5 separate regions of the Mus musculus genome follow, and regions 1, 2, 4 and 5 are each linked to region 3. Evidence: chromatin contacts called from public Hi-C, HiChIP or PLAC-seq, Micro-C and promoter capture Hi-C data. All regions are on one chromosome and are shown on one strand. The core of a region is the stretch at or near the end of the contact, and the rest is flanking DNA. Distances in the headings are between cores, read along the strand shown.

Evidence for each region. Promoter capture Hi-C pulls out the DNA fragments that hold promoters and counts their contacts. Hi-C and Micro-C count contacts between places; a contact is called where the count stands out from the background. HiChIP or PLAC-seq counts read pairs in DNA pulled down with a chosen protein or histone mark.
Region 1: a contact with region 3 is called in a promoter capture Hi-C map of pre-B cells. The contact joins the enhancer-like site here to the promoter of Glcci1 in region 3. A contact is called at or near these places in 8 of 39 promoter capture datasets (the C10 cell line, the HPC-7 cell line, cranial neural crest and 4 more), 6 of 484 Hi-C or Micro-C datasets (bone marrow-derived macrophages, cerebellar granule neurons, cerebellum and 2 more), 4 of 115 datasets of contacts at active chromatin or transcription factors (the 230-238 cell line, effector CD8 T cells, extraembryonic endoderm stem cells and 1 more) and 3 of 9 other capture datasets (adipose tissue, liver and pancreatic islet).
Region 2: a contact with region 3 is called in an H3K4me3 HiChIP or PLAC-seq map of the SCID.adh cell line, with 20 read pairs. The contact joins the enhancer-like site here to the promoter of Glcci1 in region 3. A contact is called at or near these places in 12 of 39 promoter capture datasets (the 3T3-L1 cell line, 3T3-L1-derived adipocytes, the C10 cell line and 9 more), 36 of 484 Hi-C or Micro-C datasets (the 3T3-L1 cell line, 3T3-L1-derived adipocytes, the AML12 cell line and 26 more), 18 of 115 datasets of contacts at active chromatin or transcription factors (the 230-238 cell line, the SCID.adh cell line, SST interneurons and 14 more) and 4 of 9 other capture datasets (adipose tissue, embryonic stem cells, liver and 1 more).
Region 4: a contact with region 3 is called in a Micro-C map of brown adipocytes, with 4 times the contacts expected there. The contact joins the enhancer-like site here to the promoter of Glcci1 in region 3. A contact is called at or near these places in 14 of 39 promoter capture datasets (the 3T3-L1 cell line, 3T3-L1-derived adipocytes, the C10 cell line and 9 more), 8 of 484 Hi-C or Micro-C datasets (the C2C12 cell line, the G1E-ER4 cell line, brown adipocytes and 4 more), 9 of 115 datasets of contacts at active chromatin or transcription factors (the 230-238 cell line, SST interneurons, double positive thymocytes and 5 more) and 2 of 9 other capture datasets (adipose tissue and liver).
Region 5: a contact with region 3 is called in a Hi-C map of olfactory sensory neurons, with 4 times the contacts expected there. The contact joins the enhancer-like site here to the promoter of Glcci1 in region 3. A contact is called at or near these places in 9 of 39 promoter capture datasets (the 3T3-L1 cell line, 3T3-L1-derived adipocytes, the C10 cell line and 4 more), 1 of 15 datasets of contacts at CTCF or cohesin (pro-B cells), 1 of 484 Hi-C or Micro-C datasets (olfactory sensory neurons), 6 of 115 datasets of contacts at active chromatin or transcription factors (the 230-238 cell line, the SCID.adh cell line, embryonic forebrain and 2 more) and 3 of 9 other capture datasets (adipose tissue, liver and pancreatic islet).

The regions. Positions count from the first base shown.
Region 1 is chr6:8,661,733-8,664,432 of GRCm38.p6, reverse strand. All of the region lies in intron 8 of Ica1 (islet cell autoantigen 1), which reads left to right. Among named protein-coding and RNA genes, the nearest start is that of Gm35621, 40 kb to the right of the region's middle. Within about 2 kb of position 1,427, at least 14 of the 459 cell types and tissues checked have an H3K27ac peak or open chromatin away from gene starts, as enhancers often do. A contact at or near this core is called in pre-B cells, where this site is marked.
Region 2 is chr6:8,297,892-8,300,638 of GRCm38.p6, reverse strand. All of the region lies in intron 2 of Umad1 (UMAP1-MVP12 associated (UMA) domain containing 1), which reads right to left. Among named protein-coding and RNA genes, the nearest start is that of Umad1, 40 kb to the right of the region's middle. Within about 2 kb of position 1,373, at least 49 of the 459 cell types and tissues checked have an H3K27ac peak or open chromatin away from gene starts, as enhancers often do. A contact at or near this core is called in the CH12 cell line, the P5424 cell line, the SCID.adh cell line and 6 more, where this site is marked.
Region 3 is chr6:8,508,243-8,510,942 of GRCm38.p6, reverse strand. Glcci1 (glucocorticoid induced transcript 1) reads right to left here and starts at 1,343. Exons shown (of 8, transcript NM_133236.3): 1 at 624-1,343. The coding sequence starts at 1,056. A430035B10Rik (RIKEN cDNA A430035B10 gene) reads left to right here and starts at 1,782. Exons shown (of 2, transcript NR_040452.1): 1 at 1,782-1,964; 2 at 2,132-2,700.
Region 4 is chr6:8,715,529-8,718,319 of GRCm38.p6, reverse strand. The region is part of intron 6 of Ica1 (islet cell autoantigen 1); the gene reads left to right. Among named protein-coding and RNA genes, the nearest start is that of Ica1, 62 kb to the left of the region's middle. Within about 2 kb of position 1,444, at least 6 of the 459 cell types and tissues checked have an H3K27ac peak or open chromatin away from gene starts, as enhancers often do. A contact at or near this core is called in 3T3-L1-derived adipocytes and brown adipocytes, where this site is marked.
Region 5 is chr6:8,316,801-8,319,500 of GRCm38.p6, reverse strand. All of the region lies in intron 2 of Umad1 (UMAP1-MVP12 associated (UMA) domain containing 1), which reads right to left. Among named protein-coding and RNA genes, the nearest start is that of Gm46952, 27 kb to the left of the region's middle. Within about 2 kb of position 1,395, at least 2 of the 459 cell types and tissues checked have an H3K27ac peak or open chromatin away from gene starts, as enhancers often do. A contact at or near this core is called in olfactory sensory neurons, where this site is marked.

The sequences.
Region 1 (2,700 bases), core at 178-2,677, 150 kb before region 3:
TGTTCAAGACATTTCCTTAAGTTGTGCAACTGTAAAGATAGATTCAGATGTCGCGTCTGTTTATCTGTGGCTGAATGGCCAGAAGCAGGTTCCTTCATCTCACGAAGCCTGCCCTTCCATGTCAGCAGACAAGGGATGTTTCTGAGGCCACTTGAAGCCGGAGAGTGTGAACTTGGAGTGTAGAACACAAGACTGAAGGCATTAGCCTCGTTTTAGACCAGTGGTTCACAACCTTCCTAATGCAGAGACCCTTCAGTACAGTTCCTCATGGTATGGTAACCCCCAACCATAAAATTATTTCCAGTGCAGCTTCATAACTGCTATGAATAAATTAACTCATGAATTTATGTAATTCGTAACTGTTATGAATTGTAATGTAAAATATCTGTATTTTCCAAAGGTTTTTGGTGACCCCAGTTGAAAGGGTCCATTGACAACCCCCCCCATAGGGGTCTGGACCCACAGGTTGAGAAATAATGCTCTAGACCCTTCATGGTCCTGACAAGAATGGTTTGTAGTGTTTGATACTGTAGATTCTTTCAGTTTGGCCTTACCCTGCTCCCTTCATTAACACTTGGCACTATCTCCATGTGCTGGTGGGTAAACTGAGGCCCGAGAATGACGAGAACCGTGTTCATGTCCAAGCACTGCTCGATATAAATCCAAGGACCCCCTCTTCCCAGCACTGTGATGGCTTCCCACAAACAAGTCCCAGCGCTACTTTAAAGCATAAGATTATGTCTTTTGATGGTGATTTTTTTTCCCCTCCAGCTTTACTTTGGCCTGTTGTTCTGCAGTGCAGTTCAAAATTGTCTCTAGGACTAGATTAATATGGTGTCATTTGTACATGGTGGGGGATGTTTGTGGTGGGGAAGAGGAGGACATATGTTCTAAATGTCCATGAATTGCATGGCTGGTACACATCATGTCCTCTGCTTTTTATTTCTCATGTGGTACTAATTATATAAACACAAACATACACACACACCCAGCTGAAGGCAGCATCTTTTGACCATGCAAAACTATTTTAAGTGCTTTTGTTTCCTTTTCCTGACAACTGTTTGGCACCTCTGTGTGCGTACAGTGTAATTAATGGAGAGTAGAGTAAGAAAATGAAGTGTCTAATTAAGGACGACAGGAAATGTTACCCAGTTGTGTAAGGTGGGCCACAGTCTGGGTTCTTAGAACTGGCTGCTGGCCCTTTGTCTGAGGAATTTGTTTTCTTGAGTAGTTTTGCTTTCTTTCAGATGCATGTTGCTGCCTCCTTTATTTTCCTAATACAGGAAGTAGTAATTCCCTTTATTATATTAAGCTGTTTCCTTTTTAAGGCAGTTTTTTTTTTTTTTTTTCTGCGAGCCGGGTCTGCACATTTTCTTTGTCACGCTGATCTTCTATATTGTGTGTGTGTGCTTCCTGAAGCCATTTGTGCATTGATGGAAGCTATTAGCCTGTTGCTGCAGCCTGGCCAGGGACAGGTTACTCGGTCTGCAGACACCCTTTCATCCACAAAGTTGCTTTCAGTCAGTGGAGGGATGCTGGCCACTGCTGAGAGGCAGTGATGCCCACAGACAGTTTGCGGGAAGGGCTCACTGGGATGAGTCTTAGAAGCACGGGTTTTAGAGTTTTCTTTTCTGGCCATGGGTTCAAATGTGGCCTCGGTAGGCCAGCAGCTGGCAGTGGTTCTATCTGATGGCTAGCTCTTCATATGCAGCCCCCAGACCTTTCTCGTTCATTTTGCCAGAACATGGATTCCTGTCACTCAAAAAATGCTGTCACTTCTGCAGGAACTGTTAGGGGCAAGTGGTTTTTTAACTGGGTTCTGGCACTTCGAAATAATCAGAAAAATTCATTTCTAGCATCCCTAACCCTTAGCAAGCCCAACTGTCTACTCCCTCCCCACTGGCCTTGTTTGAGGCAGGAAATTATTCTCTATTCCACAGAATGGCATACTTTGGACAATCACACAATAAACTAAATTTCAGGTGGGCTTAGGATGTGAGCTTTCAGTCTTTCCGTTAGAGGCTCCCTTCAGTGCGTGCCGTCTTTCGTCAGAAACAAGCTTCTTTCGTGGTTCTTTTTCACCTTTTTGATTTGTGCTTTGTTTGATCTCCAAGTCTTATGTTAGCAAGCCCACTGTCAGTGTTCAAAAATCGATTGTTCTGATGCGTGTATAACTCTGTGGATATGTTATAAATCTTTGACTTACAGCTTTAGAGTGTTTGAATCCTGTGGCGTGTGGATTGTATTTCAGGTAAGCAGGTATGTGTGTGAATACAATGTTTTCCTTCATTCAAAATTCTCAAAGTGAATAAACAAGCTGATGTGTTTACATTAATTTTCCTTCTGGTGTTCTATGCCTTTTCATCACTTTCCTCTGAGCCTTTACATTGCTTAGTTGAATAGATGTAATTGTTAATGATGAGCATTACATTAATTTTTGTAACCAACAAGTATGAATTTTAGCATTTGCCAGGCTTCAAAAGCAAAATTATAGGCACAATAGTAATGTAGGACGAGAAGAGCATTGTCACAGGAATTATTAATAGTAAATTAAAGTAGCAATTGGAACTGCAGCCATTCTGTTGGGAACGCACAATAGTGTCTTAAGTGTGACTGTGGTGACAGGGAGCCAACAATTGAGTCCCTGCTAATGGCCCAACAGGGGAAAGGCTTGAAAAGAGACAAGGAATGGTTTACATT
Region 2 (2,747 bases), core at 124-2,623, 210 kb after region 3:
CTCACTTCGGCATGTATCGGATTCATAGGGAAAAGGATGAGGGAGGGAAATGATTTAAAGCGCAAATGCCTTGGGACCCTCTCCAGGCTACAGATTCAGATGTGATAGGGGGAGGTCCAGACTTCCTTCCTTCCGACATGCTTCCAGTCACACCTCTGGAATCCAAATGTGTGAGCTACCAAGCTAGGAGCTCTGTATCTCTTTTTCCTTTTTATTCTCAAGACAATTTGCAAATTGTACAGCTGAGTGATCTTGTGGAAATCGTGTCCTTTTGACTGCAAAGTTATAGCATTGTATTATACACATTTGGATGTTAACAATTCATATACACATGTGAGTTCTGAGAGTTCTTCTTTCCCGCTCCCCATCAGAAACATTCCTGGTTCTATTTTGGCTCTGGTAGCACTTCTTTCCAAAGATGACATGCTTTCTGACACATGACTTTCTGACATCCTCACTAAGTCACCCCCTGTACTACAATGGAAGAAGGAAGTATTATTGGTTTTTGTTTGTTTGTTTGGTTTGGTTTTTCGAGACAGGGTTTCTCTGTGTAGCCCTGGATGTCCTAGAACTCACTCTGTAGACCAGGCTGGCCTTGAACTCAGAAATCCACCTGCCTCTGCCTCCCAAGTGCTAGTATTAAAGGTGTTTGTTTATTTTATGCATATGAATACACTAGCTATCTTCGGACACACCAGAAGGGGGCATCAGATCCCATTAGAGATGATTGTGAGCCACCATGTGGTTGCTGGGAATTGAACTCAGGACTTCTGGAAGAGCATTGCTCTTAACCCGTGAGCCATCTCTCCAGCCCCCGAAAGTATTATTCTATTCAACCATTAGAAGCAAGGGCTCAGATTCCAGGCAGCTGAATATTTATTAAGCATCTTTAATGTTCAAGACACTGTTAACTGTCACCTCATCAGAACAGGTAATAGCTGGGAAAATGCCTCTCTGAGTATGCACAGTGTACTGTTTTCCCTTGGGTTACAAATTCTTGTTTGTTCAGAGTGAAACAGTGTGGACAGTTTAATTATTTTAATTGATTATTGTAAGTAGCTGTGAACAGTTCTGAATAAGAGCTTCTTTCCATATTATTTTTCTCATTTTCATTTCACATGTGAACACTAATGAAAGCCTCTCAAACTTGGGACTATAAAGTACTATAAAGTGCTACAGGCACCGCAGAAGGCAAAGGACGTCTTCTTCCTATGCCCTCCTCTAGCTGAAATTATAAGAAAGAAATATATATTTAAGTCTTTTGTGAAAGCCCTCGTGAGACTCAACTGTTGGCTGTGGTTAGCATACATTCAGCAGTATAATCAGATTGCATCACCACCGTCACCTGCTCAAAGGCCAGTGGAAGAAACAAGTGCTCATGGGTCTGAAGCTGGTGTATTGTACTGCATCCTCATGTGGGCTTGCCAGAGATTAGTCACCAGTTTGCAGCTGGTTCTCAATTCAGTTGCTGTGTTACAAGTGCAGATGCAATGGTTTATCCTAATTATATTGCTCCAGTTTAATCTTTCCTTTGCAGCACTAGATCAAATTCAAGACTCACAACTCTATCTTTTGTATCTTCCAAATCTACTCAAAATGTGTTTTTAACCACAATTTCACTAAATCATGTCAACTAACAGAAAGGCAGGAAAAAATATTCTTAATTTTTAATAGATGAGAAGTTATGCCATCCACAGAAACACTAGTTTTGTATTTGAAAGTTTTCCATTTTTCTGTCTGCTAGGAATTATATATACTAGCAAATCTAGAAAATTAATTCTAACTGGTGGTTAGAATTAAAGTTAGGTGGTTCCTACCTTTACTGCTGATCAAAATTATCTGTGAAGCTTTAAACTTTCCTCTCTCTCCTCTCTCTCTCTCTCTCTCTCTCTCTCTCTCTCTCTCTCTCTCTCTCTCTCTCTCTCTCTCCTCCCCCCTTCCCCCCCCAGAAGTACAAGAAGATGAGTCTAGCATAGACTGTTACTGTATCACGAGTCAACAAGAAAGGATAGGCAGATGTTTCTACCACTATTACCATCTTTATTTAATGAGAGTTCTGTATACAGAGTGATACCAACACAAAGAGATGGAACAATAAAAATTAAAAAACAAACAAACAAAGCCAACAACAACAAAAACAAAAAGCCCTTTAAAACCAAAGAAACAGAACCCTGAGGCAATTTTAAATAAGAATAATAACAAAGCATATAACTATTACATGTAAAGCCATCTTAATTTTATATATCTTTAAATTTATTAAATGTAATTAGTGTTTTTCCTTCAAACTTATTTAAAACTGTGATTTTAAAGGTATACACCTTTATATTCTGACTTTGCATTTCTACTCTCGTGCTTTTCAGTAATTCACTTATTGCAGGTAAAGATGGAGAGTAGCAGCAGACACGGCATCCGTAATAAAGACAGCGTCATGGAGGGTATCACAGAAACAAGATGATGTGTCCAAGGCACAGGAGACATGACTGGGAAACCCACTTCAGGTCTCTATTGCTTCTCCTTGTCAAATGAGCAGTGCCAGTCTTCCTTGTAATCTCTACTATGTACAGTATTATTTCACTTCATTATCTGATTTAATTCTGTTTATCATATGAAAATATGAAGCCAATGGATGTATATGAAAAGTTATTTAATCATACCACTACAATGTCAGCATATTGGTTATAAAAACAAAATTCCTTTAATAAGTACACAACATGGCAAGCAGAATCTATGGTATTTTTCACTCTTCT
Region 3 (2,700 bases), core at 94-2,593:
GAACACACTCCACAAACAGGCTTTAAGAAATTCACCACGAAAACCACCATTCCGGCATAAGCCATTTGTAGTGCAGTAGTGATCTAATACATGACTATATAAAGTAGAGGAGAGGATGGATAAACAGCATACACTTTAAACTGCCTCCCCTACACATGCAAAGGATATTCTAACAACCTAACTACCGCCATCAAGTCTCCAAAACACAAACATACTCCAGACAAGAACTTTGTGGGAAAGCACAAAGGCTGCAGAGATTACCACTACCACCTTATGCCCCGCTAGAGAGTTTGTGTGCGTGTTTAAGGGTTTCACACGGCTCCTCCTTGCCCGGCTCCAAACACAGAAAGCTAATAAGCTATTAAACCGAAACACTTTTCTTTTGCAGGCGAGGGATGCAAGATAAAATCTGAGTGGCGGTGTGAGGGTCGGATAAAAGTTGATTTCCAGGTCGCTCCTCCAAGCCCTGCAGCGACCTCAGGGTGGGGGGTGAGATTCCCAAAGCCACTTTCACACCTTCGGTAATGCACTAGCAAACAGAAGCCCGGAGAGGCTGAAGTTTTCCACGCAGGGCACCGTCGGGGAGACGCAGCCCGGGAGGACGGGAGGGTTGGGCTCGCTACCTCTGCACACGGGCGAGCCGGGACTCCGTCTCTCAGGTGAGCTGCTCCTCCGCCGGCTCTCGGGGGACCGTCTCGGGCGGCCCTTGGCGCGAGGCGCCTGCTCGGCTGGGGCAGCGGCCGGCGGTGGAGTCGGGCTGGACGGGCTGGGGCCGCGGGCCCCTCCGGGCCCGGAGAGACTGCCGAGCGCGGCGGCGGCGGTGGCGGCGGCGGCGGCCGGGCGCGTGGGGCTGTGCTGGCTGCCCCGCAGGAGCTGGTAGGGCACCGTGGCGCGGATGGGCTGCAGCAGCCGACCGGCTCCCGCAGCCGGTGCGCAGCTCCCGGCCGGCCCCGTCCCGCTCCCGGCAGCGGCGGGCGGGGAGCCCGCGGTGCTGCGCCGCATCCTCTGCGGCGCGGAGTGAGGGGTCTGAGAGGAACTGGAGGACGCAGTGGACATGGTGGCTCCGCGGGCGGGCGGGCGGGCGGGCGCGCGAGCGAGCGTGTGGGAGCCGGCGCCGCGGTGCGTGCGATGTGTACGGGGGAGGGGCGGGGAGGGGCGGAGCCGCGGGGCTCCCCTTCCGACGCGCACCCCGCCGCCGAGGGGGAGGGGACGCCGCGACGGCCAACGTCCAACGGCTCAACCGCCCCGCGGCGCTCTGCGGGGCGCTCACGGCAGAGCCCGCGTCGAGCCCATGGCCGCCGCCGCCGCCGCCCCGGGCATCGCGCTGACAGGGCACTCGCCCGCTTCCCGCGGCTGCTCAGCCCTCGCGGGGGGTCGCCCGCGCGACACGACTCGGCGACCACGGGCAGCGCCGGGACTTTAGCCTCGGAGGAGAGAAAGGGGCCTCGAGGCGCCTCGCGCTGCGCGTAACCCGCGCCACCGCAAACGCCGCCGCCGCTGCCGCCGCCACCTCGACCCGCTTCTCACTCGGAATGGCAACTAATCCTGTGTCGGCGCCCCGCCTCCGGCCCCGCCTCTGGGCGTTCCGGACCCGGCTCCTGCGGCTGCGAGCGCTGTGATTGGCAGCGCCACCCTACTCCGGGATGCCAAGGAATGGTTGTATTGTCGGAGTGAGAGGAGACTCGGCCAATTACAGTACCACGTTTCCGCTCTGGGGGCGGAGCATGGAAGTGGATGAGAGAGGCGGGCCTCGCGCGGAGGGAGGGACTTAAGAGTTGACAGGCTTTGAGGTGAGGGTCAGGTTAGAAAAGTGGGTCCATACGTGCCCTGCGCGGACTCCGACGCCCAAAGACACGCGCGCGCTGCGATAAGCAAGTTACAAGGATTCCACCCTCCAGTGCTCTCTACAACCTGGGGCTGAGGACGCTGAAGCCAAACTAATTTTGCAAATACACCTGCATCCGGTGAGATGTTTTAGTTAAAGCTGAGTGAAGGATCCTTAACCCTTTTAATCTTAGAAATGTCTTTAAGTGTCCTAGTCGCCTTGTGAATCAAAACAACTTCAGGATTAGTGTATGGATGCTACATTGAACAAAATGCACCTGCCATTACAACCTGTTTGTCGTTACAGGGTAGGGTGGAGAACATCACATTCTGAATTGTACACGTCAACAAGAAAATTTACAGCATCGCATCATCAGATTTATTAATGGAGAGCACCTAGTTTACTACCCCGGAGCTGATGGTCTCTTGGGAGAAAGACCAGGCATAATGTAACAATTCATTGTGGTCATTTCCTCTGTGTGATGGCACTGGGGGTTATTCTTCTGCAAGGAAAATGAGAAGTACGAAGATTTTAGATGGGCATAAGAAAGTATATAAAACCCTAATCAGGAATAGTTAAAGCTCTACATCAGATACCTCCTATTAATTCACATGAGATAAACAAAAACATAAGATTTTACAAAATAAAGAAGTGGCGTGTCAGATTGGCGTCTGCCTGGTGTCTGCCCACACTGGCAAGCTTCCTGATTCCAGGCACTAAATGATCAGTTTCACTCAGAGGAGCCACCTTTCTCTGCTTCCCTGTGTGGTCAGACAGAAATTAAATGAAATTAAATGAAAATTTTTAAAAAAATAAGAAAAAATAAGAAGCACAGTAAATTGTTGTTTAGAAAAAATATTGATGATGCCTAATCA
Region 4 (2,791 bases), core at 195-2,694, 210 kb before region 3:
CTTCTACCTTAATGAGGTTTGCTGGCCAAAGCTGGCCAGTCCTCAGAGGACTGGACCTACGGAGACACAGCAGACTTCACCACCAAGCCTGAAGATATTTCTGTTGTCTGCTGCGAGCCAGCATGATTCATAAGGAATAGCATCCTAGCTTTGAGGCGATGTCTATACCAATTTGAGGAACAAGATGTTTACTTATCTGCGAAAGCATACGAGATGGTCTAAAATAGGAAGCCTCATCATGTATTCCCGGCATGGCATTTGCATGCCTGTGAGACTGCATAAGAACCAATGAAGTCAGAAATGAAGAAAGTTGGGAATATAGCTCTTTGATTTTGGTTTTTTGGTTTTGTTTTTTGTTTTTTGTTTTTTGTTTTTTTTATGTCTAAACAGTCTGAAAACAGGACAAACGAAACTTTGTTGTTGAATGTACCAGTAGAAATGCTAACAAAATTAGCAAACACATAAAGTTTTATTTCATGCCAACTACAGTTCTAAGTATTTTATATGAACAGTTCACTAACATTTCCCAAGGTGTGTGTGTGTGTGTGTGTGTGTGTGTGTGTGTGTGTGTGTGTTGGGGGAGGGGTGGCAACAACTACTCATTCTTCACAGAGGTGGTTCCCAGGCTGAGGGAGTTCACTTTCTCAATGAGACACTGTTCGGATATGGGTGGGCCAGGTGGGAATGGCTCTAACTTTACGAAGAACACGTGGTCACACACATTGCATTTTCTGGAACAAAAAACAGTTTATCTATAAGTGTGATGGGTCTTTCTAGACCCGTTGATTCATTTGGGTTAAGGAGCCTCTTTGTTTCAGTTTAAATGTTTAATCCACTCAACATTTGCCTTTGTCCTAGTAGCACTGGTTTCAGTGGTATCTTTGGGGTTGCTCTTTCAGAAATCTAGCATGCTGTCCTCCTAGGAGCACACGTCTAGAAGTCTTAGACCATGTCTTGGGAGTATGCAAGGGATATGGTGTCCTTGGGCCACTCTGTCCTCCAGGCCCCTTGCTTATTTCACTCAGGCATGGCTAGTCTGCACCTGGATGGTGGTTCCTGAAGCTCACGGGCTACAGTAATGTTAGTCTCTTTCTTCAACTTCCAGATACATCAGCTGCTTTCCTTGTTAAATCTCTGTAGCAACAACTTACATGGATTTCCTTTTGGCCACTGGACCAGGGTTACTCCCTGGCTAGTACCCTTAGCCGCCTCTATTTTCTCCATGGACATCTGAGATCCTTTGAATTTATTTATCTCCATTCTCTCAAAACTCAAGGAGCCAATAGGAAGCTGGCCTTTCTTTTTTCCTCACCCACTGAATGGTTTGGCTTCAATGCAGTTTATCCTTTTGGAGCAAAGCCAGAGTTGTTCAGTAAAACCTCATGAAATCTCAAGCAGGCAGTGGGTAGACCAGACCATTTTGGGCTTTTAGTTTTCATTCCAAACTTTTCTTATGTGGCACAAAGTTGGGCATTGTATCTTCTTGCCCAATTCCCTGAAGTCCCTAGGTCTAGGCAGAGGTGAATGGACTTTTCCATTTCCTTTACTTTATTAACCAATTACCACCACCACTAGAACACAGCTGTTTCCCAAGCTAGCCTTGAACTTACGTAATAGTAGCCTTGAACTTGTAACTATCCTGACATATACATATACATATCCTGTATATACTTCCTGACTATCTGGTACTCTAGGCCTGGATCATAAGGCCTGGCTTATTTAGTTATTTTTGAGAAATTGCTCTATACCAAGGACATCCTGAACACAAGGCGTATGAATGATCAATGCAAAGGTTATTATTAACACTTTTGACTGCTTACCATGGCCAGATTCTGAGTGAAGAAACTTTACACGCTTTCCCCCCGTCTGCCCAGTAATCCTGTGAACTAAATAGAATTCAAGCCCTGATTTTACTCATTTGGGTCAGGACACATCTGAACCGTTTACAGGGATGTTTTTGTGTGCCTCCTTTTAAAACATAAATCAAGAAGGAAAGAGATAGTGTTCTTCATCGTTTCATCTGAATAGCAGAGGGCAGAGCGTGAAGATTCATCAAGGAGGAAGGACAGGGGAAATTGAGTGGCTGGAAAGGAAGGTTGGTGAAGCTGAAGCAATCATCTCTTACTGTACACTTCTATTGCCAAGAAATTGAACACTCCGGAATGAGCCATGTTACCACACAAACAGCCATCTTTTTACCTTTGCCCATGGCATTCCATCTCTTGGCATGTAGGCTTTCCATGGGAAGATGCTCCAGAGAGACATGAGCCATCCAGACACATACTTTCCCCCTCTTCTCTTTCTCAAGCTGACTGGCCAGAAATTCCTCAACAGCTTCTTGATCAATCATTGTCCCGTCCTCTGATCTACATCCTCGTCGTCTATAAACGACTTAATGGACTCTCAAAGCACACCTTCAGCACTGTCCATCAGGAGTCTCACTAAAAGGGGTTTGGACTTCTGGGACTCCTCAAGGTCTCCTCCACCTCTGCCTCCCTAATAGCTCCATTGTAGCCTCAAGTCTGGACAACCTTAGACAGTTTGTTGTTGTCGTTGTTTGTAGTTTAAGTGGCCTTATTGATGGCTCACCTGGCTACCAGTTTTTCAAACTCAAAACCTGCACACCATACATATCTCACCTGCAACTTTATCTAGTCAGCTGTCCTCTCCTACTTGGCTTTCTTTCACTGTACATTGACCCTCCACTGGGGATTCAATGAAAGACCCACAGCAGACATTTTTTTCTCTTCTTGACCCTTTCCCCTTTTCATACCCATTCCCCATTCTCTCC
Region 5 (2,700 bases), core at 146-2,645, 190 kb after region 3:
AGGACTAGTAAAGTCATGGATCTCTGAGGAGAACCTACAACCACAACTTTACTAAAGCAGAATAATCCCTAACTATATTCAAACTATTTATCCAGGTGGTCATACCTGTTACTTTGCAATAAGGAAGCTGAGCAAAGAGGCCTATAAAGTAAGTTCTGGTCTACCAGTCTGAACTACCTTGTTAAAAAGAGAGAGAGAAAAAGTAATCATTGGCAAACTAAGAATTTTCATCATTATGCTTACTGTATAGAAATAGAGAAATTAAAATACATTATATTTCCCTGATTTTAACTTGATCATTATGAAAATTCGCTTTCCTGAGAATTTGATTCTAAGTGTTGAGCTCAGTAAGTAACAGAACTTTAGAGAAGCCTCTTTTCCATTTGCTACTGCCCCCCACCCCCTTTACTCACTACTGGAAAGTCATTTCCTATTTCCTACTTCTTCTCTCCTCTCAATATCAATGATGTCTTCTTAAAAAACACATGTTGTTGGGCTGGCAAGATGTCTCAGTGAGTAAGAGCACTGACTGCTCTTCCCATGGTCCTGAGTTCAAACCCCAGCAACCACATGGTGGCTTACAACCACCCTTAATGAGATCTAATGCCCTCTTCTGGTGTGTCTGAAGTCAGCTACAGTGTACTTATGTATAATAATAAATAAATCTTAAAAAACAAAACACATGTTGCTTTAAAATCATCCCACCAGTCTCTATTGCTATGTAGAAGAACATCAGTCCTACAGGCAAAACTACCAAGACAAAGTCTCATATGCTGGCTCACCCATTGTTCTCCATCATTATCCCAGACTCTTTGCCCCTCTCCTTACTGACAGCATTCATATTCTATTAGCCTCTGCCATGAGCCAAAATCTTAAGGGACTCGGGGAATTGGTGCCTCCTGTATCACTACCCTACAGTACTCTGTGTCAGGGTAATCACTCATGATTCACCCTTCAGGCATCACATATCATTTCCAGAGCTGATGAGATGACCCAGGTGATGAAGTGCCCGCCCACAACACTGACAGTCTGAATGTGATCCTTGGAGCCCAAAATAAAAGTGGAAAGAGAAAACCAATTTGATAAAATTTGTGTCCTGACTTCCACAGGTGCATACGGATGTGAGTGCACAAGTATGTGCGTGTGTGCATGTGTGTGCCACACACACACAACTATTGCCACTATTAAATAAGTAAATATCATTTCCTTGGAGAGGATTTCTGTAAGTTCTCACATTAAATTAGTTCTCCTGTATGATACTGTCACATGGCACCCTTTCCTCCTCTTCTCTTATTCATTACTACATGTAATGAAATGAGTATGTATGATGCATAAACATCATGTGTTTATGTCTAAGCACATGCAGGTATAAAGTGCGGGCTATCCCATGAGGCTATAAGATGAGCAAACAGAGGGACTATGTCTGCTTTGTACACCTCTAGAGAGCCAACACTTTGCTCAGCATGTAGCACAGAATGAGCTATTTAAAAGGACTCTGAGTTAATTAAAGTCCCCTTCTCCATTAACACCCCATTTCTAGGCCCTAGAAAACAAACATAATATGTTTTTTAAAGTATTTCAAGATATAAAAACATGTTCAAAAGAAAGAGAATTCAAGCATAATATTTTAGTATATTTTCCTTCTACCAATTTTTATATGTGAATTAAATGTAATGAAAACACTTTTAGAATAGTAACTGGATAAAAATACAAAGGAGATTTGATGATTAAACTTTAGTGAAAATGGCTGAGAGTTTAACTAGAAACATAAATTTTATACAAAAAAGTGCCTTTTTATATAACTTTTGACATGTCAATAAGCATTTACTAATAAATATATTACGTACCAGAGCCCGTTTTATACAACAGAGATGGTTCAAGACAGTATTAGTTTAGTGACAAAATTCCTGATAATTTCATATTTTAATTTAACTAAATCAACCAATCACATTAGAAGCACGATGGGAAAGAGCCACAGAAACTCAATCACATTATCTATTTACCTAAAACTATATATAATACGTGCAAGTCTATGTTTACCTATAGAGCTGAAAAACATCCCAACTAGAAACCAGTCAGGATGCAGGCAAGGGACCAAACAGTATCCAGTCCCAACTGATACAGCTACAACACAACAGCACCTAAGGCTCAGGGACCAAAGTAGGAAAGGAGACAGCAAACCTAGAAGAGCCACAAGAACAAGAAGTTTGCTGTGAGATTTTTTTCTCCTAGATATATCAGAGAAGGTACACTAAGGAAGTCTCATCAACATGGCTGTCTAAGACTAGAACAAGGATAACACCGGCAACACCAAGTTCATAGGCTTCAACTCTAGACAACTAAGGATGATGAGGATGGGAGAGAGTCTCCCCCAGCAGAAATCCCCCAGAACCGTTATCCAAGATCAAAGAGTCAGTCCTGAAATTGTATACATATAAGTAAAATACAGACTGAGCAGGTTGTATTTATGTAGGAATACACACACACACACACACACACACACACACACACACACACACACACGAAATACAGGCTATGCATTTAAGATGGTTGGTACATGAGAATGGTTGGAGGAAAAGGAAAATGAGTAGGAGGAAATGATGTAATTATACTCTAATTAAAAACATATTTTAAAAACCCCACAAGGGGATACATCATCAACACACAAGGCCAGGCAGAAGAATGACTTACAGAGATGAA